Linked DNA regions of Mus musculus: regions 1, 3, 4, 5, 6 and 7 are each linked to region 2. Evidence: chromatin contacts called from public HiChIP or PLAC-seq and promoter capture Hi-C data. All regions are on one chromosome and are shown on one strand. Each heading gives the region's core, a stretch centred on a gene start, on an enhancer-like site or on the middle of the called end of the contact. The rest is flanking DNA. Distances are from core to core; before and after follow the strand shown.

Region 1 (4,039 bases), core at 887-3,386, 920 kb after region 2:
GTTCCCGTCTCTGTGTCTGGGCACCACTTACTCTCCCTCTCTGCCTCCAGGGTGCCCTTATTCACCCGGTGTCTGCTTCCCTCTAATTCTTTCCCACACACCAGAGCCCTTTCCTATAAGGGAAGCGGTTTCCTGGAAGAGACCAAAGGTCAGAGTAGGCCAGTGGGATGAAGAGACACAGCAAGCCTGGGGGGGAGGAGAAGGTGGGAGGGAGAAGGAAGAGGGTAGGAAAGGATATGTTGGGAAGGGATGGGGCCTGGAAGTGAGGGGAGCGCAGGGAAAAGGAGAGAAGGGTGATGGGGGCGGGGGGCAAGGAGTGGAGGGAGTGAGAAAGAAATATGAGGAATGAAATTCTGAGAGAAACGAAATCACACACTACCTTGTGTAACACCATCCTGTGAAAGGACACCAATGGGCACACCTTATCTGACTCTAGGCATCAGACCCACCCAGGAGTGGTATACACTTAGGGACAGAAAGCAGATCAGTACTTGGGGGACAAGGATGAGTTAACTCTTAATATAGCTAATGGTACAAGGTTTTCTTTTTCTCTTTTTCTTTCTGTTTTTTCCACTGAGGGTCTTATGAAGCCCATGATGACCTTAACTTCAGCTATGTCACCGAAAGTGTCCTTAAATTCTGGATCTTCTTGCTTCCACTTCCTACATGCTGGGATTACAGCGTGTGCTCAGGTTGGTTCACATTTTTCTAGGGGTCGGGGGAGTTGGGAATAAAAATATTCTAGAACTTTAACCTTGTGGGTATACAAGAACTGACTAAAATGTACCCTTCGAAGAGGTGAATGAATGTTCTTAGTGACAGGGTCTCTGTATAGAGCTCTACCTAGCCAGGAACTCATTATGTAAACAAGGCTGGCCTCCAAATTGCAGCCACCCCCCTGTCTCTGACTCTCAGGTATTAAGATTACAGGTAGCATGTACCACCACACCCAGGATAGGTAAATTTAAAAAAAAAAATAGCTTGGTGGTGCAACCGCCCTTAGCGTAATTCTAGTCCAGTCTTTATCTGGCTTGTAAAACAAAGTTTACAAGCCCCTCATGACTTGGCTCCTACCTGTCTCTCCTTAGAGAACATGTCAAAGGACAGCAATAGGTTCTGTGGAGGAACATCAGAGGCACGGGCAGGCAGGGATGGAAACGGTTCTGTTGGCAGGGAGTTGTGGTGGCCGAGCAGTACTGTGCTTGCTTTATTCCATTTAAATCAGTGTCCTTGGACAAAGGGTGTGTGAGGGCACTGAAGGCTGAGTCCAGGGCCTTACTCATGCTTTACCACGGAGCTGAGCCTAGCCTTCTCCCTGTTCTACAATATTCTTGCTTCCCCTTGGGTCTTCCCTGTCTGAAATGCAGTTCTCAGCGCCCGCGTGTACACAACACACACACACACACACACACACACACACACGCCAGAAGAGGACGTCAGATCCCCTGATACAGGCCGTACCGAATAACCTGACATGGGTGCTGGGAACTGAAAACGGGTCTTCTGTAAGAGCAGTACTTTCTTTCCATTTCAGAGCCATCTCTTCGGCCAGCTCGCCCCTTATTTCTTTTCAGAACTTCAGTCATAGGAACTTTCAGTACGTGTTTTATTTGGGTTATAGGTCCTTTTAAATTTCCGGTTCTCTCCGCCAGAGTCCTGGAAAGACATGGCCCTGACTCCCTAGAGCCTAGCAGTGCTCCCGGCATGGAATAGGATGGGTGGAATGAGGTTCCCAGCCCCAGGAATGGCTGGAGCACAAGCTACGTGCACACAAAGGGTGAGCCCACTGGAGTTTCTCTTGCACCCTGAGAATGGCTGCTTGACTGATCAACTAGCAGAGAGGGCCGTAGAGCCGCCCAGGCGCGGAGACCGCGGCCCCACTCGTTTAGGGATTGGCATCGGGAATCATGGGACTTCAAATTCTCGGTACCCAACGGCGCATCCCAACCCCCCACCAAGGCCTGACCTGCAGGTTCCGGGTGATAAGATGCAGCTTCTCCTCAGGGCTTGGAGCATCACCCATGGCTCCGCTGTCTCTGTTTCCCGCGCTCAGCCGGCACCCGCGCCCTTTCCTCGTTCGCCGTCGTCTCCGCGTGCCGGGAACTGTCACGCTAGTCCCGTCGGGTTGCATCAGCTGAGCTCGTCGCTCCGCTTGCTAGGCCTAGATTCTGTCTGTCCCCTCCTCTCCCCGAGCATCCCCGAGTCAGGAGCAGCAGAGAGTCGAAAGAATCGATGAAACAGGAAGGGGCGGAACCATCCAAAAAAAAAAAAACCAAAACAGTGTAGGTGGAGCTGGGGGGCGGGGTTAGGAAGGCCGCCCATGACGCACCCTCTCAGGGGCGGGGCGGTTTCCTGCCAATCACTGCTTGCTTGCCCTCCCCCTGGTGTTGGCCCCGCTGCCTCGGGGTGGGGGAGGTCGTGAAGGGGGCGATAAAATGGCGCAGGGGGCGGAGTGAGGTGCTGCCGCTCGCCCAGGCTTTTGGCCCGGCTTCCGGAGGTGAAGAGCGGGCGGGACGTAAGGGTCGGCGCCCGTCGTCTAGGCGAGGGGTCGGGGGGGAGGGGGCGGGCCGCCTGTTGCTTCTCCACAGGGCCGCGTTCTTCGTCTTGCCCCCGTGAGGAGTAGGGAAGCTCGTCTCGCTGAGGGAAGGGCTGCTTCTCGCGCCAGAGGTGATGGCGGGCGGGGAGGTTGTCCCTGCCCCCCACCTCCACATCCGTGGGCGAGTGACGCCCCTCATCCCGCTGAGGAAAAGGGAGCTGTCAGGTCCTCGGGCCGCCGGCCCTGCCAGTGGGGGCGGGGGGGGGGGTCTTCCTCTCCCGGTGCCTGCCTTCCCCGCGGGAGGCTGTTGCTAGGGAGAGCGGGGATGGCGGGCTTCCCGCGGGGCGTCGTGGCGGGAGAGGGCGACCCACTCCGGGCGACCGCGGGCCGCAGCCTGCCGAGATGTGGCAGTCAGCGTCTGTCCCCTGAGGTCGGGTGCCCTGGCGGAGCCCGCGGGGGGACCTGGGTCGCCCCTGGGGGGAGGGGCGCGGAGGGAACACGCGCTCCTCCCGCTATCCGCGGGGAGGCGAGGACTCGCTCTCCCGAGTGGGAGGAGGAGGGAAGTGCAGAGGCCCTGGGCGCGGCGGGCGGGCGGGTAGTGTTCCCGACGGGGAGGCCCGCGGGCATCCTCGCAAGGTATCCCTGGGCCACCGTTGCTGGGTTTCATCCAGGGCCGCAGGGAATGCTGCAGACACCTAAGGTGAGCCCTTCTTCAGAGGGCCACCAAATGAGGACGGAGTTCACCGGCTGCCCTCATTTTTTGTTTTTTGTCCTCCCCCCCCCACCCCCCCGTGGTTGTTAAGAGCCCCAGGCTTTAATAGACTATTCTTGTAAAAGAAACCTGTTGCTTCAGTTTAGAAAAATCTGCTGCCTGGGCCTGTGTGGGAATTCTTGGCTCCCTAGTCTGGGGGAATTGTTACCTAAAGCAGAGATTTCCAGACCGGTTATCTTTCCATTTTACCTTGTTTGCAGTTAGCCCAGAGGGAGTTGCAAATTCTTTCAGATAGTCAGTTCCCTTTGTTAAAAAAAAAAATTTTGGGAGGGGCTCATTTTGATGATACACCCTTTTTTGGTGGATGCTGTCTGCTTCACGGGTAGTGTATTTTGTTTAGGAGAGGTTGGAAATCAAAGGCCAATGAGGAGTACCCCTCCACCCCCTTTTGCAAAATCCTTGCTTTTGGTCCTGCATATCAGACCCAGTTGGGTAGTGGTTTTGGTTTTAGAGTCCTGAACTAGGTAGGATGTGTAGTATACATTTGGCATTGGCGTTTTACTGTCCTGAATAGAATGAGGCTTTGTGCACGAAGCCAATAGGCAATAGGTTTTTTGAGGTAAGATAAAAATAGATGGGGGAACCAGTTTCTGAGGTTGCAACCAGGAGGTTAGAGAACAGAGAGGGGGTGGTACACTAAAGTGTGAAGACGGGGGTGGACAGGTGAGGGAAGTAGAAGGACAGAATAGGGTCACACAGAGATGTGGAGCAGAATTAAGAGAATTTAGAAA
Region 2 (4,121 bases), core at 1,344-3,843:
CATTTCCTTCTAGTGCTCCCTTTCAGTATTCTGCCCTCAACAGAAGCCCAGGCAGCCTGGCAAAGTAACCGTCACGGCAATGGCAGGGAGTGTCACCGCCACGCCACACCCTGTGCACCCGTGACTGCAGAGCTCCCTACAGGCTGTGCAGCATCCCACCCTTCTCGCACCCTTTCCACAGGCCCTATTCCTCCCTTTCTGTGGTAAGAGAATTAAAGCCCCGAGCCATTACATGATGTAGCCAAGGGCATATAACATTTAAGTGGGTAGAGCTGGATTCTTGCCCAGGACACTGCTTCTAGAGTGTATACAAATCATTCCTAACACGTATTAAGACGTAGATTACTGGGGCTAGGAGGATCACTCTACTGGTATACTGTGTGCCATGAAAGCAAGACAACCTACTTGCACGGATCCTCAGCCAGGTAGGACAAAGTATGCCCGGGGAGGCAGAGGCAATGAAGATCCCTCACTGGCTAGATAATCTGGCTCAGTGAGTTCCCTGTTCATTGAGAGATGGCCTCAAAAAATAAGTTGGGGAACAACTGAGAACTGAGGCAGCCACTCAATTGTCAACTTTTGGTTTACAGATGTTTACTGTCCCCACACAGGTAAATACACACACACCCCTCACAATTTGGGGGTGGGATCTGTGCCATCTAAGCTTAGAGCAGGTCTTAGATGGGGCCCAAATCTGTCCTTTAAACAAGCTCTCAGGTAATTCTGATACAAACCAGCCACTAAAAATATGTACTATGGGAATGCTTTCCCAACCTGAGCTCCCGTGGAACACCAGCTTGTCACAAAACAATGAGCAGACGTAATTCAAAACAGATGGGGTAGGGTGGTCCCTGGTTAAGAAAGTTTTTAGGACTATGACGCATTCTATGACTTTCTGGGAGATTTGCAGTGAGCATTACCACGCTGTATTAACAGAGCAGTTCCCAAGCTTGCTTAACCACAGGATCCTCTATCAAGAGCACCCATTAACATCTCACAAAACCCAGCAAGTGGGGCGGAGTCTGGGAAGCCAGGCTGTGGTAGTTCTTCCTACTTGGAGCCCACACTGGCCTCTACTCACTTCTGCCAAGTATGCAATAAGTGGAATTCAAAGCTCTAACCCTGGCCTCACCCTCACCAGCTATGTGAGACCTCTAAGCCTCTCTGGGTTTGCTCCTCAGCTATAAGTCAAAATAATAAGCCCTGCATGCTTACAGGGTCTTCATATGGGCACAATGGGGGCCCAACTGCTGTGTGGGAGCCAGCAAGATGACTCAGTGGGTAAAGGGGCTTGCTGAAAGGCCCAAGAAGGTTGATCCCCAAGACCCACATGATAGAGAAAAAAATAATTCCTGTGCATGTGCACATGTGTAGCCGCCCTCTCCCCACCCCCAACACACACACAAAGTAAATGTAAGAAATGCTATATAAACCACATAGGCCTTTAAATATCTTTTAGTCTGTGACTATGGCCAATCAAAGCTTGGTAATAACCCATTTGACTTTGCATTCCACTTTCCATACATGAGACTAATCTCTTAAACTACTCTGTGATCAGGACGATTATTTTGTCCAAATTATTTCGAAGTGAGGGGCCTGCTTTGAAAACTCCTACAAAGTGATGTTACACTTTACCGTATAGCATAGCATATGCCTACAGGAATCACATCGTTCTTCCTAATAACTCTGTGAGGGGTGGACTCTTACTACTTGGTCCATTTTATGAGAGGAAACTGGATCAGGAAAAAAAAAAAAAAAAAAAAAAGACTTAAAACTAATGCGGCAAAGATCTGGCTCCACTTTTAACTCAAAACTGCATTTGGCACCTCTATGTCACCTAATTCTGGCCACAAAATAAATCACACTGAAATGATGTTCCCGGCTGGTTCAAGGCAGGCTAGAAAGGAAGGAAGAAGCAGTTGCAGACAACCCAAGTTCTGACCTTGGCTCTGCTGCCTAACTACTTGGTAACTTAGATAAACTCCATATCTTCTCTGGGTTTCACTTTTCCTACGTGTGAAAGGACGCTGGACAACCGTGAGGGGTGTAATCTCACTTCTGGTACCTCCTACCACTGATTGTCCCGAGATTATTCGGTCGCAGGACGGTGCTGAGAGAGTCGGGCAACTTGTTTTTATCAAGTTACGCCCAGAAAGACTCCAAGGGAAAAAGAGCTCTAAACGCCTCGAGAGCACAGAGGACTCCGCCCCACGGAGACCTGAGTTAAGCACCCTGGTCCGGTTCAGCCCGGATCAATTCACAGCAAAACCCCCAAAGCCAGTTTTGCGCAATATAAACAACCCCTCGAGTGGTCCTATGTGACGTAAAACGAGCGCGACGGACTGGCCCTCCTGTTTCTCGCTCACACAGAGTCTTGTTGAAGTAAACCTCTGCGTGAAAAGGCTGCGGATCAAGTGGGGAGAAAGAGCCGAGGATGGAGAGTGGTACCGGATCTATAGACAAGCCCAAATATTGACGCAGGGGCCACTACAACTCACCTGTCCGTTTGGATAGCTGGCCATGGCGGTTATGACGTCACACAACTGTGGTAGGCGGAGTTTCCTGCTCCCAATGCCGCTCCTGGTTGGATTTTGGGGCGGGTCCGATTGTGATTGGACGGACAGGCTGTCAATCTTCCGGTCAACAAACGGAAGTCACAGGCGGTGAGCTGGTACCTTACAGAGGGCTGGGTAGGAGTGTCCGGAAGTGTTGTTGACCGTAGTGGCTCGTTTGTTTTTATTTTTCGTGACCTGCAGCGGACCTCGGGCCTGGCCAGCTGTAGTTATCTAATGGGGAGACTTGGTCAGTTGTTTCTGTGGTGGCCATATTATAACCTGGCAAGGCCATATTATAACCTGACGCATATTAGTTACGTCACTGTCGTGATCACTTTACTTCTAACGCCCAGGCGGTTGCCATGGCTACTGAGAACTTAAGCCTTTCCTGGAATGCAGGTGCCATTTAGAACGTGGGTACTAAACAGACCCGTGGACAGTGGAGAAAGGTCAGACCGCCAGAAGAGAAGGAAAATTAAGATGTCACGGTGCTCCTATCTTTATGTATGGGGAAACTGAGGCTCAGAAAGGCAATGACTTAGTTACCTAAACTCACAGTGAGTTCCTCAGCAAAGTACGGCCTAGAACTAGTGTCAGTAGATGACTAGGTCTCAACAAGGAGGTTTTATTCCCTCTGTAGGTCAAATCACAGTTCCTAAGTTACCAACTTTCCTGTACTTGGCTCTTGGGGTTTAGGTTCTAAACTTGGTTGCATGTTTATTTGATTAGTTACATTCCCACGTGGCCGGGCCTGGTGGCACATGCCTTTAGTCTCAGCAGGCAGAAGCAAGCATACATACATAGACAGTTCCAGTCTAGCCATGGCTGCATAATGAGGCTCTGTCTCAAACAACAACAGCAGCAGCAGCAACAACAAAAACTCTCATGTGGACAAGAATTGTGTTTGATTTGCTTATAATTGTATCCCCAGTATCTACAGTGCCAACACTATACTTTTTAAATAAAAAGTCCTGAGCTTTCAATCTAGCCAGGCACTTTCCACAGTCCCACTGCTGATCGTGGTACTGGCCATAGGACAGTCTGCAAAGCACGGTCCTCATCCTTACCTGCAGAGGAAGACAAGTCTGGTGATCCAGTTCCTTCGTGATCTGGCCCAGCCTTACCCACCAGCGCCCCGCTGGCTTATTTCTTTGCTCAGCTTCCCCCTCAGCACTGGCGTTAGTGAGCAGATCCTGTTGTTCGTTTTCTTTTTTAAACAGTTTCTAGCTGTGTGATCTTGAAGAAGTCATTTAACCTCTCTGAGTCACAGTTTTCTGGAATACAACTTAGGAAAATGCTAACTTAAAAATGAACTAGTCACAGCCTCTCACACTCAGGGTTACAACACTCATTCATAAAGACCAATGGCCTCTCACATCTACTCCTCCTGTCCCACCCTCTCTTTAACACCTCCCCCCATGGCTCCCAGCTCATTAGCCACTCCTCTCAGTCCCTCCAGTACTGCCACTGTGTCGCAGTCTAGCCCAGCGTAAGAATTCTCTGATCATTTCCACAAAACTCATCCTTCCTGTCTCAGAAAATAAAATATATATATGTATGTATATA
Region 3 (3,853 bases), core at 961-3,460, 680 kb before region 2:
TGTTTTTCCCCTGCTGAGCCAACCACTGTCAGTCCCTTGCTGTCACCAGAGACCATTCCTGGAACTACTACCTGGGCTTCTGATCTAGCCTCAGCCCTCACTGAGAAGCATCCTTTAACCCTTAGCTTTCCAGGCCAGGTAACAGTGCAGAGAGTCCTTCCTCTACAGTCCCAGCCCCTCCCTGGGAGGACAGCATGCTTGCAGAGAGAATACCTCTTGAGACCCATCCCTACCACAATCTCTCCCCTCGCTCAGCCAGGTCACCATCTGGGCATGCCACTCAGCATCAGTCTCAATCATGCCAGCTCCACTTTGCCCTCACACCTACCTGGTTGAAGCCCTACTATGTGCTGAGTCCTCAAAAATCTCCCTGAATCCTTTCACTACGGGTAGAATGTGTATTATTCCTTCCTAGGGACAGTAGCTCCAGTGAAGCCATTTGTCCTGAGCCCTTTGTACTCAACACCAAAATGCCTTCAAAGGTGCCTCTGTGTCCACTCTGCCTCCCCGGAGGGCACCCTTAGTCCGTCTTTGCAGAGAGGAAAGCTGGGACTCAGAGGAGTGGCCAGGCTGGCTCAAGACCTCACTGTGATTGGGTGGTGGTCTTCACTGGACTTTGAAACCAGATCTTTGATGTCAAGGGTAATTTTCTATAATGCTGCTGAAAAGCAGTTCCCACTGCCAGTGTGGGTAGTGCTGCCTTTTGCTCAGGAACCTCTCCCCTCACCCCATCAGGAAAAAAAGGAAAAAGAAGAAGAAGAAGAAGAAGAAGAAGAAGAAGAAGAAGAAGAAGAAGAAGAAGAAGAAGAAGAAGAAGAAGAAGAAGAAGAAGAAGAAGAAGAAGGAGAAGAAGAAGAAGAAGAAGAAGAAGAAGAAGAAGAAGAAGAAGAAGAAGAAGAAGAAGAAGAGAGAGAGAGAGAAGAAGAAGAAAAGAAAAGAAAAGAAAAGAAAAGAAAAGAAAAGAAAAAAAGGGCAAGGCATGAACCGACCACCAGGTACTATCTTGGGGTCCCCTCCCCAAAGCTAACAGTTGTCAGGGCAGCTCAGAGTCTTGCCTGCCTCCCTACAATCTGGCCACCTTGCTTAGGAGAGAAGGGGCGTGCCGGCCAGCCTGGGCTCTGGTGGTCATCTGAGTGGGTAGGGACAGCCATTGCTCCTGGAGTCAGCCACATGGGGGTAGGACCTAGAACTCCCCAGCTCACTCAGCCCACATTTAGACACCTGTCAACTCAGAACTCACTTGGGAGCTGGGTTCCTCAGAGCAGGGACCCGGCTCATCCACCTGCAGGACCGACCCTCTTCCTCCCGTTCTGCTAGTGAAACCAGAACCAAGTTCAATCCCTTAGCTACTTCGGTTTCTCAAAGGGACAGTCAGGGGTCACCTGGTACCCACCTCTGATGGCACACACACCCATGTCTTCTGGGGTGGGAGCTGAGCCAGGTCCACCATCGCTACACACCTGCACACACATACGTGTGCTTTCACACAGGTCCATGGGTCAAAGCACACACCCCCTCACCCACAGTCACACAGCCTTGGCCATGGTGGAACACAGCGTGCAGAATGGGTCACCCTAGTGTGGAGCGGGATGCGGATGCCATCCAGCCATATGGACAGAGCCTCTCCCGTGCCCACACCCACAGGTGCCCACGCACCCTTCTTAGAAGCAGACACACACACACAGGGTCACCCTCATTCACCCTCGCGGGTCACCTTCATCGACCCACCCCCTCCTCCTCCAATGCCCCCAAGGCCCTGCAGGCAGCTTGGGATGGAGTGGGGGTGGGGAGAAGGCGACCCCAGCGGATACCGGACGCACACGCTTCCCGGCGGGGAGGGGACCCCATGAGACCGGGACACACCCAGCGCGGCACGCGCGACGAGGGGACACGCAAAGACACGCGGGGTACACGCTGGGGACCCTCTTGGGGCCCATCACTCACCCCCGCGGCGCGGCCGGCCAGCAGCAGCAGCAGCAGCGGTGGCAGCAACAGCCCGCGGGCCCCGGGCGCATGGGTGGCGGTGTCCACGCGCTGCCCCTGTGCGGTCCCGCGGCGCGGCGGCCCGGGCTTCATGGCGGCCTTTGTTCGCGGCGCGGGCTGCGCGGGACCTGCGCTCGGCTCCTCGGCCGCCGGCTCCGCCTCGCTCGTTCGTTCGCTCGCTCGCGGCTCCGCGCCCACAGCGGCCGCGCCCGCAGGAAGCGTCGCCGCCGCCGCCGCCACCGCCGCCGCCCCCCGCGCAGGCGGGGCGAGCAGGAGGGCGGGGCCGCGGCGACACCGGCACGCGACACCGCCCCCGGCCTCAGTTTCCCCCCGCGCAGGGGGGGGGGGGCGAGGGGCGTTGACGTCTGCCCCCCTACTGTGGATCCGCGAAGCACGCCGTGTGCGAGCCGCGGGAGAACCTGCTCTTCCAGACAGCACCCCGGGTCTCTCTGCTCCCAGTAGGGTGGTGTCAGAGGACCCCGACTCGGGGTTCCCCCTGGTCCTCCTGAGCTTCTCCTTGGCCTGTTTGTCTGAGAGACACAGGCCCCTAGCCACCCTGAGTTCAGGAAGCAGGGGCTTGGGTCAGCTACAGGCACGCATGGCGAACACCAGCACGCGTCTGCTGCTCACACGCTGGTGAAGTCTCCAGTTTCCCATTCACAGGGGCTCAGTTGCACTAAGGGGTCTCCGGGGAGGCTGGTAAGGGTAGGCGTTGGTTAGTTGGCATGTGAGCTGAGCAGGACACCCTTTGATGTCCCTGCAATCGGCACTATCCATTTGATGGCCATGTGTCCTTGGAAAGAAACCCAGAGCATGAAGCTCCGCACCATATAAGGCAGAGTGTGAGATGGGTTCCCCAGAGGGAGTGAGAGGCTGGGGCATCACAGGTATGCAAGGCTTGCCTAGCTAACCTCGGTAGACATCCTGGGGGGGGGGGGGCGTCCACTCTGTGGCTTACAGATCGCTGAGAACGAGCCAAGCCTGAGTAGTAGCTGCCTGTAACCCCAGTACTCATGACTTAGGAGGCTGAGGCAGAGGGATCTCAAAGCCTGGGCTACATACTGAGTCTCTGTATTTTCAAATATAAGAGGGGAGGGAGAGCTGGTGAGAGATACAGCATACTACTTAAAGATGTAAGTGACTAGTTCCCGGTACCCACACCAGGCTAGACACAACGCCCTGTGACTCCAGCTTCAGAGGATCTAATACCTTTAGCCTCCAAGGACACCTGCATTAATGTGCAGAGGTGTGACACGCATGCCCGCGTGTGCACACATACACACGAATAATAAAAATAAATCCTTTAAAAATGATAAAAATAAATGTTGACACTTTTTTTTTAAGGAAGATGGACTTTCAGGCTGACCTTGAACTTGTGATGTAGCTGAGTATGACCTTGAACATCTATTCCTACTACCTCCATCACATCCAATTTGTGCTGTGCTAAGAACCGAACCCAGAGCTTTGTGCAGAAGGGCATGTGCTCCACCAACTGAGCTACATCCCCAGGCCCTCACAAAGAGTCTTTTAAATCAATCCCATTCGATGCGTTTTGGCATTTGAAGCTAAGATGCCTTGAAGAATACAACATGAAAAGATTGACCTGCCTAGGAATCAGGAACTGGCTTTATCACTAGCATAGCCAGGAGCTGAGGGACTCTAGCTTTGGGTTAAGCAAGTGCTTGGGTTCAAATCCTGGTTCTGACAACCATGGGCTCTGGTACTTGTTTGTACAACTTCACCTCTCTGAGCCTATTCCCCAATGTCTGATGGAAATGAAGACCATATGGGCTTCACTTATTCATTCAACAAACATATTGAATGCCTTGTGTGTACCAGGTCAGGGGACAGGCTGGGAAGCTTTTGTGAG
Region 4 (3,951 bases), core at 640-3,139, 810 kb before region 2:
AATAAAAAGAAAACCCAATGGTTGCACGATGCAGCCTGCCAGGTTTATTTACTTTTTAATATGTTTATGCTCTTCTGAGATGCCAGCCAATCAGACAGGAAACATTTCTCTGCAAGACAGGAGCAGAGCCACCAGAGCAGATGGAGCAAGGGTTCCAGCGACCGCAAGCCCCTCCACCCCACTGAAGCCACTTAGTGACCCACCCCCACCTCCAGCATACTGCAAACGTCTAAGTTCAAAGATCCCATCCACAGCCCCTGGTCTCCACTTTAGATAGGGAAGCAAGCCCCAAGCCGGGTTTTCCCAGGAGCTCAAACAGCTGGCTCTGGCAGAGCTGGCATAAGGACCCTTGTCACGTCCTTCCCAGAATGGTGTGCTATCTCAGCAATGACAATCTGAAAGAATTGATGCCGAGACAGAGTGCCACCGCCCCTCTCAGCTCCTGTGCTGGCTGAGGCTGTACAGGACAGACTCTGAGTCTCCCCATCCCCCATGCCAGGCCCTAGAACAGTGGTTCTCAACCTATGGGTTGAGACCTTTTTGACAACTCTTTATCTAAAAATATATTTACATTATGATTCATAACAGTAGTAAAATTATGGTTATGAAGTAGCAATGAAAATAATGTTACGGTTGGGGAGGGTGGGGTCACCACAACGTGAGGGACCGTATTTAAGAGTCGCAACATTAGGAAGGTTGAGAACCCCTGCTTTCGGTGGACAGGTGGGTCAAGACACACTCATGGAAAGGCAGGGGACCATGTTGCACATGTCCCTCATGCTTTATAGATATCAACTTCACCCACACAGCCACCCAACACACAGCTCTTATCATCCTCATCTTCTGTTTTGATCTAAAGAAACAGGCTCAGAGAGGTTCAACAAGTCATGTGAGACTGCACAGCAAAGGCTGGGAATGGGGGAGGGGGGCAGGGAGGTGCACACAAGAGCTTCAGGACAGAACTGGTTTGTACCACTGCCTGGTGCCACACGGCCTGTGGCCGGAAGCAGATGTCACCAGGCTCTGCGCAGCAGCCTACGGATTTAGGTTGATTTTGAGGAAGCTCTTCCAGGCCCAGGAGAGCTGTTAGCCACAGGTTCTGTCTGAGTCACTGAAGCCAAGAAATGTTTGGGCCTCAGAGAGCTAAGTGTGGCCAGGGGCAGGGGGTGAGGGGTAAATCCCAGCAGAAGAGAACAGAGACTCCAACTTTAGGCCACTCCAAAGGGAGAGCCTTATCCCTGGTCACTAAGACTGGACCTGGGGTCACACTGTGACAATGACAGCCACTGTGACATGCTGGCTGCCCCCCACCACCCCCAAGCAGTTCCCCAGCCACAAAGCTTAAGCCATCCTTGAAGGGAGAAGGTGGCAGCTTGACTGAGCTGTGAGCTGAGAGGAAGCAGTCGCTGGTTCCCAGTAGAAGTCCAAAGGTAAACCCAGACCCCAGACTAGGAAAGGGCCCAGAAAGCCCTACACCCGGGCCTGTGTGGAGCTTGGCATCCTGGAACAATCCCAACCTGCACTCCTCCCCGTTGCCAGCCTGCCTTTCTCTTTGCACAGCCACAACCAAAAGGGCACTATTCTGTTCAACTCCACAGGGAACTACTAAGGCCCAGAGTAGCACAGGGCTTGTCCAGGGTCCCACAGACAAGTAATAGGTAGCAATCCCCCAGTTGGAAGGTCTCAGTGTGTCCTCACGCACACACACACACACACACACACACACACACACACACACACACCAAACACCCCAGACTCCCCAATACTCACTATGTGGTAAATGGCCAGGGCTATGGTGGCGACTCGGATGTTGAAACAACAGCATGTCTGTCTGACCGGCGCTGCACGGGAGGCCATGGTGCGCAGTCCCCTCTTCGGAGGCTCTGAGTAAGGAGTCTTGGGCCCACAGCAGAACAAAAAAGAGGAAGCCACAGGCTGCCTGCCTCACTTCCGCCTTGCCCTCAGACGGTAGGGGCCAGGTCTGTAAGTCTGGGTTGTAGCAGCTGCAGGGGAGGGAAGGGGGGGGGGGGTCACAGGGAGCCCGACTGAGGCATCTACCACTCCCAGGGGCTCCAATGCTTCACCAGGGCTGGGCTCCGCATTTATATGCACTCTGCTTCCTGGATGCTGAACACCGCCCTAGAAGCCCTTTTCTAGAAAAAGAATCCGATATGGAAATCTGTCCCTAATCAAACAGTAGTTCTAATGGAAGGATTCAAACTCAAATGTGTCTGGTTGTAAAAACAGTAGCTGTCAGTAAACTGCTCCTTCGAGATCCTGTGAAGCTTAGCTCCTTACCTGGGCTGTTCCAGGGAGGGACTGTTGGTTTGGTTTGGTTTGGTTTGGTTTGGTTTGGTCTGGTCTGATTTGGTTTGGTTTGCGGGGGGAGGGGGGGGGCAGGGTTTCTTTGTAGAGCCCTGGCTGTCCTGGAACTCACTCTGTAGAGCAGGCTGGCCTCAAACTTATAGAGATCTGCCTGCTTCTCCCTACCAAGTGTTGGGATTAAAGGCGAATACTGTCACTTCCCAGGAGGAGGTGCTATTCTTATCCCCATTGCACAGATGAAAAAACTGAGGCACAGGATGAAGCCATTTCTCCCTTGCAGTCACCAAGATAGTCTAAAAAGGAGTGGGAACTGGAACGGAGGCCAACTGCCTCTAGAGTAGTAATTCTCAACCTGTGGATCATAACCTGTCCAGGGGTCGGCCGACCCTTTCATGGGAGTCACATATCAGATATTCTGGATATCAGATATTTACATTACAACTCATAGCAGAAGTAAAATTACAGTTATGAGGTAGCAACAAAACATAATTTTATGGGTGGGGATCACCACAGCATGAGGAACTAACTGTGTTAAAGGACCACAGCACCAGGAAGGTTGAGAACCGCTGCCCTAGAGGCCCTCCCTGAAGCTGGGCTTCTCACACATCTCCATCTCCTCCTCACTCTGGGCTCTGAAGAATTGTCACATGGGAAGCCATAGGCATGAGTGTGTACCAGGCCCCTGTAATAGGCTCTTTCTCTTGTGGTCTGTAACCCCTGGAGGAGATCTGGGAGACCCCTGGCCGAACCCGCTTTGCAGGGTCCCTCGAGACAGAAACCTGGGATTGTGCGTTCTTCCCCACTCTCTAAGAAACGTTGGAATTAGTAAGTTTGAGACTCTTCCCTGACTTAAGACTCTTCCCTGATGTCTCAGGGGATAAATGACCCACGCTGCAATAAAGGAAGGGACAAGAAGCCCTTGCTCAGACCTGTGGGAAGCCCCAAGCAGGTGTCCTGTGACACTGTGGAGTTTGGATTGGACACCACAGCATTTTTTGCCCCAGGAGAGATTAGAAACGGCCCCCAGCATACTCATCTTGAAAAGAGTTGTCCTGTCAGGGCAACAAAATCAGGCAGGTTGAGCACTGGGGGGATAGCTTAATCGATAGAGTATTTGCCAAGCAAGCTTGAGGACCTGAGGTCCTGAGTTCAGGTTCCCAGCACACGTGTGCTGGCTTGGTAAGGTGGCCCATCTGCAATCCGGTAGGTGAACTCCGGGTTGAGTGAGAGAACCTGTCTCCAAAACTAATATGGAGAGCCATTGAGAAAGACACTCAGAGTCAACACCTGGCTTACACACACACACACACACACACACACACACACACACACACACAAGCTCCTGGCAGACCTGGTCATCCCTTCAATACTTCATTTGAAAGTCACTTTCTTCTTCAAAAGTCTTGCTGAGCCCTGACATAAAAGGACTCGTAGCCTGGGTTCGAATCCTGACAACTTCCAGCTGGGTAAGGAGAGCAGCAGAGGGACCAGGGTGGATGCCCTGGAGTAGAACTGAGCACTTCTGGGAAACCCCAAGGCCCCTGGGATCTGATGGCTGGAAAGGTGATGGACAGACACAAATCATGACAGACAGCCTGCGGTAATACTACCGTGGTCTGGAGAGCC
Region 5 (3,579 bases), core at 890-3,389, 860 kb after region 2:
ATCATATGTGTTTATTATTATTATTATTATTTTATATCCCGACTGCAGTCTCTCCTCCTTCCCTCTCTCCCTCCCTTCCTCCCCTCAGACCCTCCCCCCTCCATCCATTCTTCCTCCATTTCTATCCAGAAAAGGACGGGCCTCCCGTGGACATGAACCAAATATGGCTCATCAAGTTGTAGTAAGACTAACCGTCTCTCCTTATATTAAAGCTGGACAACTCGATATGAAGGAAAGAATCTCAAAAGCAGGCAAAAGAAAGAGTCAGAGGCAGCCCCTGCTCCCAGCTGTGCCCTTGCTCCCACTGTTAGGGGTCCCACAAGAAGATCAAGCTGAGCGACTGTAACATATCTTCAGAGAGCCTGGGTCAGTCTCATGCAGGCTCCCTGGTTGCTGGATCCAGTCTCTGTGAGCCCTTACAAGCCCAGGTCAGCAGCTTTTTTTTTTTTTTTTTTTTAATGTACATTGGTGTTTTGTCTGCATGTATCTGTATAAGGGTGTCAGAGCCTCTGGAACCACAGTTACAGATTTGTGAGTTGCCACGAGGGTGCTAGGAATTGAACTTGGGTCCTCTAGGACAGCAGCCTGTGCTCCTAACCACGGGGAGCAATCTCTCAAGCCCGAGAGCAACACTTTTTGCAGCCAGGCATGTTGGTAGTGGTAGCAGCTTACATAGGTCCACCATACGATGACACGAGGATAGTATGATGGCCTTAAAGATTATACAGCCAAACTCTGCCACAGGAAAGAGAGTACTGAAAGAGTGGGTACTGGTGGTTAGGAATAAAGAACACTCTCCTGACCACACTTTCCAAAGGCCAGGGCAAGGACAGCCGCCTTTAGATCTCCAATCCAACTTCCTCTCCTCCTGCTGGGAGCAGCTGGCATTCAGAAAAGACTTGTTTATACATGTAAACAAACAAACAAAAAGCCAGAGTATTTGTCTTCCCACTTCTGAATGCATGCAGACTTATTTTATTTATCCCTTTGCCTGAGGCTCAGCATGGGTAGTAGGTGATCTGCCTTAGGGCCCAGGTTCACCACTGCTGGGAGCCTTGGGGCCGTTCAGGGACTGGAGCAGGTCAGATCACTCTGCACTGAGGTCCGCTTACAACCTTAGAGTGAGGTCTACTGCGTGCCAGGGCAGATTAGGCTGGGTGATCAGGTCCTGTTCCTGTCCTAATGCAGACTAGGGCCCCGGGAGAAAGCTGTGTGACAAAAGTCAAGTTGATGATGCTAGACAACTCTCAACTCTAACTGCGGGACGTATGAACAAGACTCTTCTGGGGGCCGCGGAGGTTTGCTAGCCTCGAGGCAGAGATGAGCATCAGAATGCTGGCTTTGATTCCCTCCTGGCCTCACTCTCCCTTCTGTCCTAAGGGGGAAACATTCCCTACCTTGCTTTCCTCGCAGCTTATAAAATCAGAGATATAAAAGGGCTTGGTCAGCTATAATACAGCACGAGAGGCCGGCAAGGAAATGAACACAGCATTTTCCAGACTTCTAAAGGCTTTCCCTTAACCAGCTTCTCCAGGCACACACTTAGTCGCCTACCTCAAGATCCACCCTTATTTATCGTAGTTGAGCATCTCAGTAGGAAAGCCCGAGTCTTACTATAAGTGCCCTGGGGGAATCACAGCCTCGTTAAGGGTAAACTGAGGCCTGAACATCCCACTCTAGGTACTCAGGAATGAATCAGAAACAACCAAGAACAGAGCAATTGCTGGAGGCTTCCCCCCCACCCCCCTCCGGTGGTCCTGAGCCAGGGGAATACCTGCCACAGGTCCCAGGTGTCTGGGAAAAAAAGTCTTTCCCCAACCATAGGAGACACCGGGTGATCCAAAGGCCAGTACCTCGCTGCCCTACGAATCCCGAACACCCTCGGGGTTTTTCGAGAGACAGACCCTCGAGGATCAAGGAGGGGCGGGGCGAGGAACCTCTACTCTGCAGCCGGACCTCGCCCTCGGGGCAAGGCCGGCGGGGAGGGGCGCCTTGCCGCTGCGCTGCTACCGTCCCCCCCCCCCCCGCCCCCGACGGCCGCTCCCGCCGCTCGAGCCCCGCCCGCCCGGCGGCCCCGCCCGCGCTGCCCCCGCCCCCGCAGCGATCGCTCAGCCTCCGCCGCCCAAACTTTTTTCTCCGGGCGCGTCTCCGGCGGCGGCCGCCCCCGCGCATGGGCGCCGCGCTGCAGGGGGCCTGACCCCCGCCGCGGGCACCGCGCCTCCCCAGCCCCGCGCCATGGCGGCCCGCGCGCCCCCCGCCGCACCTGCGGCCGACGAGCCTGGGAGCCCCGGCGGCCCCCCGCGCAGGAAGAAGTCCCGCTCCGGCCTCCGCCGTGCCTTCAGCTGGCTGAGGGGCAAACGGCGCAAGAAGAAGGCGGCCGGGGCCGAGGGCGCCGAGTCCACAGCCTCGCGGGCTAAGAAAGCGGACGACAAGGCCAAGCGGGCCAAGGGCAAAAGCCGAGGTGAGCTGGCCTGGCACCTGGGTCGAGCGCGCCCATGGGTGTGGCAGGGTGGGTCCCTCTGGTGGGGTCGGCTGTAATGTGGACGGCTTGTCTCCTAGGCAATGGTTTTGGGGGAAGTGAAGAGCCCAGGGCACCCCAAGATAGGTCCTGCGCCGCTCCAGGGGCACAACCTATCCAACTGTGAGAGGCAGAGACCCCCATCTGGGCAGGGATCCCCTAGTTTACGCAGGAAGTGCTGGCTGGCTGGCCCTCCTGGTGGAAAGACACTTTCCTTCTCCTAAGTTGTGCCCTCTGCTGAGTCAAGGGGTCAGAGATTTGACACTGGCCCAGGGCCAATGGGAGAGGCAGGTGGCCTTGGGTCTTGGGGTGTCGGTCTCTTTGGGTCTTTAAGGTCAGCCTACTCAAAAGGAGTTCTTTTTGCCCTCCAGGTAGATCCTGGTTCCAGCTCCCCAAAGTACTCAGCTTGGAGTCCTTTGCTTGAGGTTGTTACCAGTGTTAGCTTTTCCCATCTCCACACCCCGCACCCCCCCTCCCCTCCCTTACCTGGGCCAAACCACAAACATCCACCTCCTGAGGTGGTGAGATCACCTTCCTGAACCAGAGTCCTCTCCTCATCACTCACCACTCTCCCTAGTCCCTTGTCCCCCGTAGTAACCTGCTTGTGTTGAAAATGGAGAAACTGAGGCTCAAGTGAGGTGGAGAGCCTTTGCCTGTGCTGCTGTGCCAGGAGAAGTCAGCAGCTGCTTCCTAGTGTTTGGAAGTTTTGAGCCCATGGCTCTCCCTGGACTCTAAGGGGTGGGAAGCCTGAGAGATGGGGGAGATGGGGAAGGAAGAAACTGGGAGCCTTATATCCCTGTTAAGGTCACTGTACTTTTGGCCACTTGTTTGGCTTCTCCCCCATCTCCTGTTTCTGTCATCAGTTTGGTGGGGAGACCTTTAGTCTCTGCTGGGGCGGGGGGGGGGGGTAGAGGCCAGCGGCTGCTGGAAGTTTATCTTCCTATACTGCCAAGCTAAAGTGCTGAAGGTGAGGGAATGGCCTGGGTCAGGGCCCATCCCACCTAGCTGTGTTTACCTTCAGTGTCCTTTAACTGCCTCTGGCGAATTAGAAGGAACTTTAG
Region 6 (3,704 bases), core at 313-2,812, 820 kb after region 2:
GCATGTCTTTAATCCCAGCACTTGGGAGGCAGAAGCAGGTGGATTTCAGTGAGTTAAAGGCCAGCCTGATCTACAGAGTGATTTCCAGGATGGCCAGGGCTAAAAGAAATATTTTTTTAAAAAATCTGTTTACTTAACAAATGTCTAAACATGCTGCAACTCCATCTCCTTGGTACCGTATCCCAACAATACCAACTTGTGTCTTCAGGACATTCTGAATGGAATGCAGTTTCATCATCAGGAGGAGTGACTTTAAGTTATACAGGTACGTTTGTCCACTGGATGAGAGCGGATGTCCTGAGGACAGGGCTACTTGTGGGGCCCTTGGAAGGCAAGAAGAAAACAACTGAACTTCCAGGGGAAGTTGTGCCCAAGGTCAAGTGGCAGGTCTGTGGTATAGAACCCAGGCCTCCTGAGTTACAGGCTGCCACACCACCCTGGGTACCAGAGGTTGTCCTCGGCTAACTGCCTCTCTACTGAGCTGGCATAGAAGCAGATTACAGGAGGCCAAGCAAGAGAGGGACAGGGCCCAGCTGGGGTCCCTGACCTCAACACCTCTGCCACTCTGTCTCTGTCCCAGAGGACTTGGGCAACTCCTTTATGCTGTCCATCAGACTGTGACTTGGACGTGTGTATTACATGTCATGCAAACAAAGGTTCGTGCCTGGCTTCAAGCTTATTAGTGTGTGTGTAGGGAATACAGGCAAAATGTGTTAAGAACCCAGCTTAGGGTTGTCTTCTCATGTGACAACAGGGTTTACCAGGAAGTATTCCCATAATTTGATACACTGGGAAGTCCCTGGGCCACAATGTGACCTGAGGCAAAATGACTCCACAATCCCCAGTGGTAAAGTTCCAGTGTGGACAGCTGTTGGGCTCAGCCAGGGCCCAGTGCTAGGCCAGGAGAACAACTGCCTCTCTAGGCCACCACCCTGAGCCACACCAGGGAGAGAGAGCTGACCGAACAGACTCAACTTCAAGCTGGCAGGTGCCCAACCCTGCACCAAGTGGCTCAAATGCAGTGAATTCTCAAATGGTTTCTCCCTAGCCCCGCTAACAAGTGAATAAGAAACGGGAAAAATAAGACTTTAAAAAAAAAAAAAAGACCCAAAACTTATACTCTTTAGTCAGTTAGGCCAACTACATTTTGACAGGTTGCTAGCCTGAAAGGATTAATCGCACTCAGCCTGTGGAAGGAGTGACACAGACCCCCGGAGGTGTCAGGTCCCCAAGCCAGGGCCTCCCATCTCCCTTCCCCGGTGGCTCCGCCCCGTGCCACACCCGGGCATGACCACTACCCACAGCCAAGGGAAAAGGGCCGCGGGTCGGGGATGGGAGCCCACCCAGCACCCCCTGTCCTACTGGGCGGCGACACGAGCCCTAGAGGATCCTACCTCGAGGCCCGGGCGCCGTCCCCGCCGCGCAGGGGTTCCGGGCTGGCCATGGCTGCGCGACCCCGGGCTCGCCCGGAGTGTTATTAATAGCCAACGCCGTCGGCGATTGTGCCGGTGCCGGCGCCCGCCGCACTGCCAGCTGCAGCGGACACCAGATCCCGGCGGCCCGGGCGGGACGCGCCCACTTGGCCGGACGATTACCCGCGGGAGGAGGGCGCGGGCCCCGCGGCCCTGGGGGCGGGGAGAGGGTGGGAGGGGATGGGGTGGGGTGGGATGAGGGGGCGGCCCAGCGGCACTTCGCGAACCTTCCTTTCATCTCTCCACCTTTCCTTCTGGCCCTGGTTGCATGGTGAGGAGAGGAGGGGGCTGTTCGGTCCCAGGGGAGCTGCCCCCCGAGTTCAATGAAGGCGGGAGGAAGATTTACTGGTGGGGTACCCAGAGGGATCCAGCGCCCCTCGTGTCGGCGCCTTGCGATCCCCACCCACGCAAGGGCTTGGAGCCGGGTCATCTTCTTGGTGGCCTGCAGCTGTCATGAGGGGGTGGGGCAAGGCGCCTGCTGGAGAGGGGGGGGGGTGGTTAACTGCCACACCCCATGCGTCTGGGGACAGCTGGGGGCCACGGCTGAGGAAGAACGGCTTAAGGCAATAAAGTTGAGTCTGTTTAATTCAGGTTTCTTCCCCTCGCCCTGGAAGGTTTCTTGGGGTCTTCTGAGAGGTCGATTTGTCGCTCCTGCTCAGTCACTTCTGTTGTGTTTCAAGGCACGCACCCACCCCTAAGTCTTCGACCCTCCGGTGTCCTAGTTAGACTTCCACACTGAAGGCACCCTCCCCCTCCCCCCAGGACGAGCTGCTGGACCCCTTCCCAAACCTGAGCCCCAGGCATTCTTTCTCTGAATACTTTTTCCCACTCAGTCCCCGAGTCAGGGAGGGAGGAGGGCTTTGATTCAATCGCAGAAGAATGCTGTGCACCTAGCGGCCAGGGCCAGAAGGCTGTACTCCGTTTAATCAGATCTTAGAGCATCCTATGGGATGGCGAATGAGGACTGATGCCCGGGTGTTGTTGACTGGGTAGCTTGTGCGTTGTGATCCTTGTGCCCACAGCTGGGAACATCTGGCGAAGGTTCTGTGTGTGCAGCAAGAGATGGGTCTAAGGTTGTATCCCCAGTGTGACTTCCTTCCAGTCCTGGTCCTGGGTGGTCGTGTGGAAGTGCAGCTCTATGATGTGAGAGCAGGGTGATTGTGCCAGGTGTGATCATCCTGAGGGGAAGTGGGTGCTGGCTGCAGACTACGGAGCAGGTGTATAACCATGTGTGACTGTATGCCTGACTGGGCTGCCATGTGCCAGTGTGGCAGCTGAGGGGTAGGGGTGGCTGTGGCTGTGCACACTCTGGGAGTGTCTCCCGGAGCTGTGTTTTTTGCATCTTTTTGTAGACTGCAAGAGGGAGGAATCCAAAAGCCCAGAGCAACCCAATATACCCATGTAAGGTCTATAGAAGAGGAGATTTGGAGGCAGCTGGTCATTTTCTGACTTAGCCCTGAAATATTCCAGGGGAGGATGTTGGCAGACCTCCGGGCTTCTTGCTGGACAGCTGTTGCCAGTCACAGAGAAGGAAGGGAGCAAGGGCAAGGCCTGCCAGCCTGCTGTTTACCCAAGGTGCTAGGCAACAGGCAGCAAGGGTGGTAGTCACAGGGGCTGGCTGCCTCTTCCCTCCCAGCCCCCTTGCCCAGGAGCTGGCAGGGATGTCCCCAAGGCCACATCTCTAACTCCTGGCAGCTCCCACTAAGCTCCTTAGTGTGAAAAACCGATTCCCTACTAAGTCCAGAAACCCCTTCAAGCTTGGACCTTTGTCCTTGCTGCTGTCTATGTCAGATTCTGCCGTCCCTCAGAGCTCAGCTCCCATGTGGTCTCCTGAGAGGAGCACCCCTCATAGGATTCACATATCCACTGCTCCATCACCTTGCTTATCCTTTGCACCGCAGGTAGCACAGTGGGAAACACTAGGGTTTATCTGGGACTAGAATGATGGATGGTCCAGCGGTTAGGGGTGAGGGCTTGTAGGACTTACACTAGGCAGCTCACAATGGCCTGTAACTACAGTTCCAGAGGGACACCACACTTCTTGCCTCCTCAGGCCCCTGTACTCTCACACATAGACATACAAACATATAATTAAGAAAAATGAATCTCAAGCCAGACATGGTAGCCTTTAATCCTAGCATAGGGAGGGAGAGGCAAGCAGATCTCTGAGTTCGAGGCCAGTCTGGTCTACAGAATGAGTTCCAGGACAGCCAGGGCTACACAGAGAAACCC
Region 7 (3,706 bases), core at 656-3,155, 730 kb after region 2:
GGCCAAAGTAAACCCTGGCCACTGTGCCCAGGGGCTTCCCAAAGGCATCCTGCACACCTGTCCGGGGCCTAGGTTGGGAGCAGACAAGAATAGCTGCTAAAGAATTGTTTCCAACTTCCCTTTAGACAACTGTGTAGGCAAAAGGCTCCTGCACACCGGGCCTCCACCGGGAAAGGGATCCTCCTGGTTGGCTTAGTTGTTTTGAGCTTAATCCTGGCTGAAAGAGAACAGCACAGAGAGACCTGCCTGCTCTCTGTGTGTGTGTGTGTCCCCCAGACAGGGTCTCCTATGTAGCTCTGCCTGTCCTGGAACTATGTAGACCAGGGTGGTCTCGAACTCAGAGCCTCCTGAGTTCTGGCATTACATGCATGTGCCACAACACCTGGTGTCCTAATGATTTTCTTTCTTTTTTTAAAAAAAGATTTATTTATTATATGTAAGTACACTGTAGTTGTCTTCAGACACACTAGAAGAGGGCGTCAGATCTCATTATGGATGGTTGTGAGCCACCATGTGGTTGCTGGGATTCGAACTCGGGACCTTTGGAAGAGCAGTCAGTGCTCTTAACCGCTGAGCCATCTCACCAGCCCTGTCCTAGTGATTTTCAAATAAGCACTGGTCTACCTTTCCTTCCATTATCTCCCATTACCTCAAAAGTCCAGGAAACGAATCTTAATCACAGAGCACCCCTGGGGTAAACAGGTGTGACATTAAGAAACTGTTAGGTGTCAAACCTGGGACAAATAGCTGGGGTGCCTAGTTAACATGTCAAAGCTGACCTGGCCACCAGGTTCTCCCAGCATCCCTCAGTCCAATACCTGTTACAGGGTCCTCTAGGCTGGCATATCCGGCCCCCTAGCTTGAATCCTCCAGTCCAGGGGGCTGAGCTATTCTTCCCTATATAATCCAACCATTTTGGCTCCCTACCCTCTTTGTAATTTGGGTCTCCTGCTGTACTTGGTTCTGCTGCTCTCTCTCCTCCCTCCCCCACCCCACATCACAGGGCACAGCTCAGTTCACTCTGTACTCTCCCAGATGTTCCTGCCTCTGGCTGTGCTCTCCCACATATCTATAATAAACTTTCTCCTCCACTATACCTAGGACCAGGCATGTCCCTTTCCTTTTTATTTCTCCTTTTTTTTTTTTTTTCATTCAGAAATGACTGTATTGTATTCTCAGAGAGAATGATGTTCGAATACATAGTTACTTAGTGAGGAGATCGGAGAAATAGGACCCTGATGGGCTTGACTGAGGCTTGGGAGAGGAACGCCTCAAAATATTAAACGCATGCTTTGAGACTTTGAATCTTCTCCCCCATTCCGCATTACTTGACAATCAGCGTGAAGAAGTAGAAAACTAATTTAGTTTGTGGAATTTAAGCAGTATGAAAATTCAGCGGTTTACTATTTTAGGAAATGTATCACCTGATATTTGTGTGCCATAAATATTAGGGTCACGTCAGAAGAGAAACTTGATTTTACGACCAATTTTTATATTTGAAAACACGAAACACTGTTTTGTACTAGTTTTATATAAAGAATCACGGCCTCTTAATCTCAGCCCCTCCGGGCTTGCCTCTTCAAAGGGCTTGATGGGGACCTACAGAGGTTTCTAAAAGGCTATAACTGAAATTAAGTGCTTCGTCAAAGGGCGATTTTGTGGAACTCTCTCCCATTTTACGTCGCTAAACTTAAGTACAATAATGTCACATGTATACAGTATTTGTGGGCACGCCTAAGTCCCTCCCTCTCTCCTTGAACCAATATCTCCACATATTAGAAATCCAGCCCTTCTGCCCTCCGGAGGCGCCTTTCCCAACGTAAAGTACAATTTTAAAATTTAAGCTCCCGACTAAAAGAATGATCCCCAATCAACTGCTGGGGAACCTGGGCGCCCTAGTGCCTGCGGAGGGTGCAGTCGGGCGTGGGCACGGACAGGGGGAGTGGGCGAAGCTGCTGGTTGGTGCCTGAAATCTGTGCGTTGCCCCTTTAATTGTGTCCTCAGCCCTCGGGCGTTTCTGTCCAACGCCCACGTCAGCAAATACCTTTTGTTTCTCCCACGTTGGGGCTACTTGTTTTAGGGCGCAAAGCCTCGGCTTCGGAAAGGGGCTGCTTCCCCTACCCGGAACCGGGAATCGCTCCGCAGCGCGCGCGCGCGCGAGCGAGCGAGCGAGCGAGCGGCTAGAGCCCCGCGGTAAGTGGCTGCACGGGCGCGGGCGGGAGGAGGGCGGCCCGGGCGTCGGGGCTGCGGGCCGGGCCCAGAGCCTGGCGGAGGGCGGCGGAGCCGCCGGGGTGCGCCCCGGGACTGCAACCCCAGCCGGTGCGCCGGGCGACGCAGGGGGCACCCGGCGCCATTTGCAGCCGGGGGCGCAGAGCGGCGGCTCCGAGGGTCGGCGACGGCCACAAAGGAGACGCGGGCGGCGGCGGCGGCCCCGGGCGCGGCTGCGGGACAATGGCTGCACCGTCGCCGCCCGCGCCCGCCCCGCCGCCAGCCTTGGCCCGGCCCGGGGAAAGGCGGGAAGGCGCCCGAGCCTCCTGACGGCCGCGGCGGCGAGGCGGCGCCACGGGGCCGGGCGTGTCTGCAGACGTCGGGCGCGGGGCGCGGGGCGCTGCAGCCCGGCGGTCTCACTCCGCCCTCCACTCTCTGGTTTTCCATCACGACGCGACAGTTCTGGGCTTAGAACCGAGGGCAGAAATATGGAGCCCCAGCTGGCCCCGCGGCAGAATGTCCCTGGCATCTCCCACCTGGAGACACTGTCGGCTTTAGTCCCTTCGCGCTCTGGCGCGCTTACTCGCCCTTGACCGTGCGGTTATTCGTAATCCACGTCTTTGCGAGACGTGTTTGGAATAGGATTCACACCTAGCGGGCACCCAACCACACACGCCGCCAACACCTAGAAGTCTTTCTATTTGCAGAACTTTAGTAAATGGAGTGGTTTCACTTTGACGAAATATTGCACTTAATTTCTTATGAGACGGCTACGGGTTCCGGCTGTTTATTCTACCTAGCAAAGGGGAAAGGGGGAAAAATAAAACGCTAATGGTTAGGGAGTCTCATCCCTAGGCAGGGAGCTGAGACGTGGCAGCCCCCCAAGGCGCCCTGTTCTTGCAGCGTCCCGGAACAGTCTCCAAAGTACCAAAACCTTCGCTGATTTTATCACTTAAATCGCACTTTTATTTACCTATTTATTCTTTGTTTTAAAGCGGACTCAGGCTAGACTTGAAAATTTGATCTTACCTCCACCTCGGGAGGGCTGGGATGCACTAGGCAAATTTTTGGCACAATTATATACTTTTTAATATTCAAAGACGTTAATATAAGTTTTAAAACTCCTCTTTTAAAAAGCTATTTTATATATCTTTTTTTTGAAGGCACTGTTTCATGTACCCCAGGCTAGCCCTAAATCTTGGACCTCTGATTCTCTTGCAGCCCCTACCAAATGCTGGGATTACAGGCATAGATCACCACACCTGATATTATCCTGTACTTGAATTGAACCCATGCATGTCACATAGGCACTCTACCACTAAACCCAGCCCTCTCCAAACCTTAAATGGCTCCTTCACATCCTACTAAAAAAATAAAAAAATCCAAAACCCCCATGGTGTGTGTGTGTGTGTGTGTGTGGTGTGTGTGGTGTGTGTGCGTGTGGCGTGTGTGTGTGTGTGTGTGTGTGTGTGTGTGTGTGTGTGTGTGTATTTTGAAC

The links. Promoter capture Hi-C pulls out the DNA fragments that hold promoters and counts their contacts. HiChIP or PLAC-seq counts read pairs in DNA pulled down with a chosen protein or histone mark.
Region 1: a FOXA1 HiChIP or PLAC-seq map of pancreatic cancer cells shows a contact between it and region 2. The contact joins the promoter of Yars here to the promoter of Pef1 in region 2. A contact is called at or near these places in 2 of 39 promoter capture datasets (liver and pre-B cells), 1 of 484 Hi-C or Micro-C datasets (CD4 T cells) and 3 of 115 datasets of contacts at active chromatin or transcription factors (double positive thymocytes, pancreatic cancer cells and thymic regulatory T cells).
Region 3: a contact with region 2 is called in a promoter capture Hi-C map of fetal liver, with 4 times the contacts expected there. The contact joins the promoter of Sdc3 here to the promoter of Pef1 in region 2. A contact is called at or near these places in 2 of 39 promoter capture datasets (fetal liver and liver).
Region 4: a promoter capture Hi-C map of liver shows a contact between it and region 2, with 2.3 times the contacts expected there. The contact joins the promoter of Laptm5 here to the promoter of Pef1 in region 2. A contact is called at or near these places in 4 of 39 promoter capture datasets (embryonic stem cells, liver, neutrophils and 1 more), 2 of 484 Hi-C or Micro-C datasets (both in the G1E-ER4 cell line) and 2 of 115 datasets of contacts at active chromatin or transcription factors (embryonic stem cells and memory CD8 T cells).
Region 5: an HNF4G HiChIP or PLAC-seq map of pancreatic cancer cells shows a contact between it and region 2. The contact joins the promoter of C77080 here to the promoter of Pef1 in region 2. A contact is called at or near these places in 1 of 39 promoter capture datasets (liver), 2 of 115 datasets of contacts at active chromatin or transcription factors (double positive thymocytes and pancreatic cancer cells) and 1 of 9 other capture datasets (adipose tissue).
Region 6: a promoter capture Hi-C map of pre-B cells shows a contact between it and region 2, with 3 times the contacts expected there. The contact joins the promoter of Sync here to the promoter of Pef1 in region 2. A contact is called at or near these places in 3 of 39 promoter capture datasets (hippocampal neurons, liver and pre-B cells) and 1 of 115 datasets of contacts at active chromatin or transcription factors (pancreatic cancer cells).
Region 7: a contact with region 2 is called in a promoter capture Hi-C map of liver, with 2.7 times the contacts expected there. The contact joins the promoter of Zbtb8a here to the promoter of Pef1 in region 2. A contact is called at or near these places in 4 of 39 promoter capture datasets (liver, pre-B cells and stem cell-derived epiblast-like cells) and 2 of 115 datasets of contacts at active chromatin or transcription factors (bone marrow-derived macrophages and pancreatic cancer cells).

What each region holds. Positions count from the first base shown.
Region 1 is chr4:129,188,000-129,192,038 of GRCm38.p6, reverse strand. It overlaps Yars (tyrosyl-tRNA synthetase), which reads right to left and starts at 2,136. Exons shown (of 13, transcript NM_134151.5): 1 at 1,967-2,136. The coding sequence starts at 2,023. S100pbp (S100P binding protein) reads left to right here and starts at 2,460. Exons shown (of 7, transcript NM_001379590.1): 1 at 2,460-2,497.
Region 2 is chr4:130,106,028-130,110,148 of GRCm38.p6, reverse strand. It overlaps Pef1 (penta-EF hand domain containing 1), which reads right to left and starts at 2,593. Exons shown (of 5, transcript NM_026441.4): 1 at 2,499-2,593. The coding sequence starts at 2,522. It overlaps Gm40258 (a long non-coding RNA gene), which reads left to right and starts at 2,031. Exons shown (of 2, transcript XR_868200.3): 1 at 2,031-2,548.
Region 3 is chr4:130,790,894-130,794,746 of GRCm38.p6, reverse strand. It overlaps Sdc3 (syndecan 3), which reads right to left and starts at 2,210. Exons shown (of 5, transcript NM_011520.3): 1 at 1,945-2,210. The coding sequence starts at 2,076.
Region 4 is chr4:130,911,254-130,915,204 of GRCm38.p6, reverse strand. Laptm5 (lysosomal-associated protein transmembrane 5) reads right to left here and starts at 1,889. Exons shown (of 8, transcript NM_010686.4): 1 at 1,771-1,889. The coding sequence starts at 1,857. It overlaps Gm38599 (a long non-coding RNA gene), which reads left to right and starts at 1,313. Exons shown (of 5, transcript XR_001784452.2): 1 at 1,313-1,430.
Region 5 is chr4:129,247,003-129,250,581 of GRCm38.p6, reverse strand. It overlaps C77080 (expressed sequence C77080), which reads left to right and starts at 2,139. Exons shown (of 7, transcript NM_001033189.3): 1 at 2,139-2,461. The coding sequence starts at 2,236. All of the region lies in intron 1 of Gm12976 (a long non-coding RNA gene), which reads right to left.
Region 6 is chr4:129,285,479-129,289,182 of GRCm38.p6, reverse strand. It overlaps Sync (syncoilin), which reads right to left and starts at 1,562. Exons shown (of 5, transcript NM_023485.3): 1 at 1,395-1,562. The coding sequence starts at 1,444.
Region 7 is chr4:129,376,227-129,379,932 of GRCm38.p6, reverse strand. Zbtb8a (zinc finger and BTB domain containing 8a) reads left to right here and starts at 1,905. Exons shown (of 5, transcript NM_028603.4): 1 at 1,905-2,193.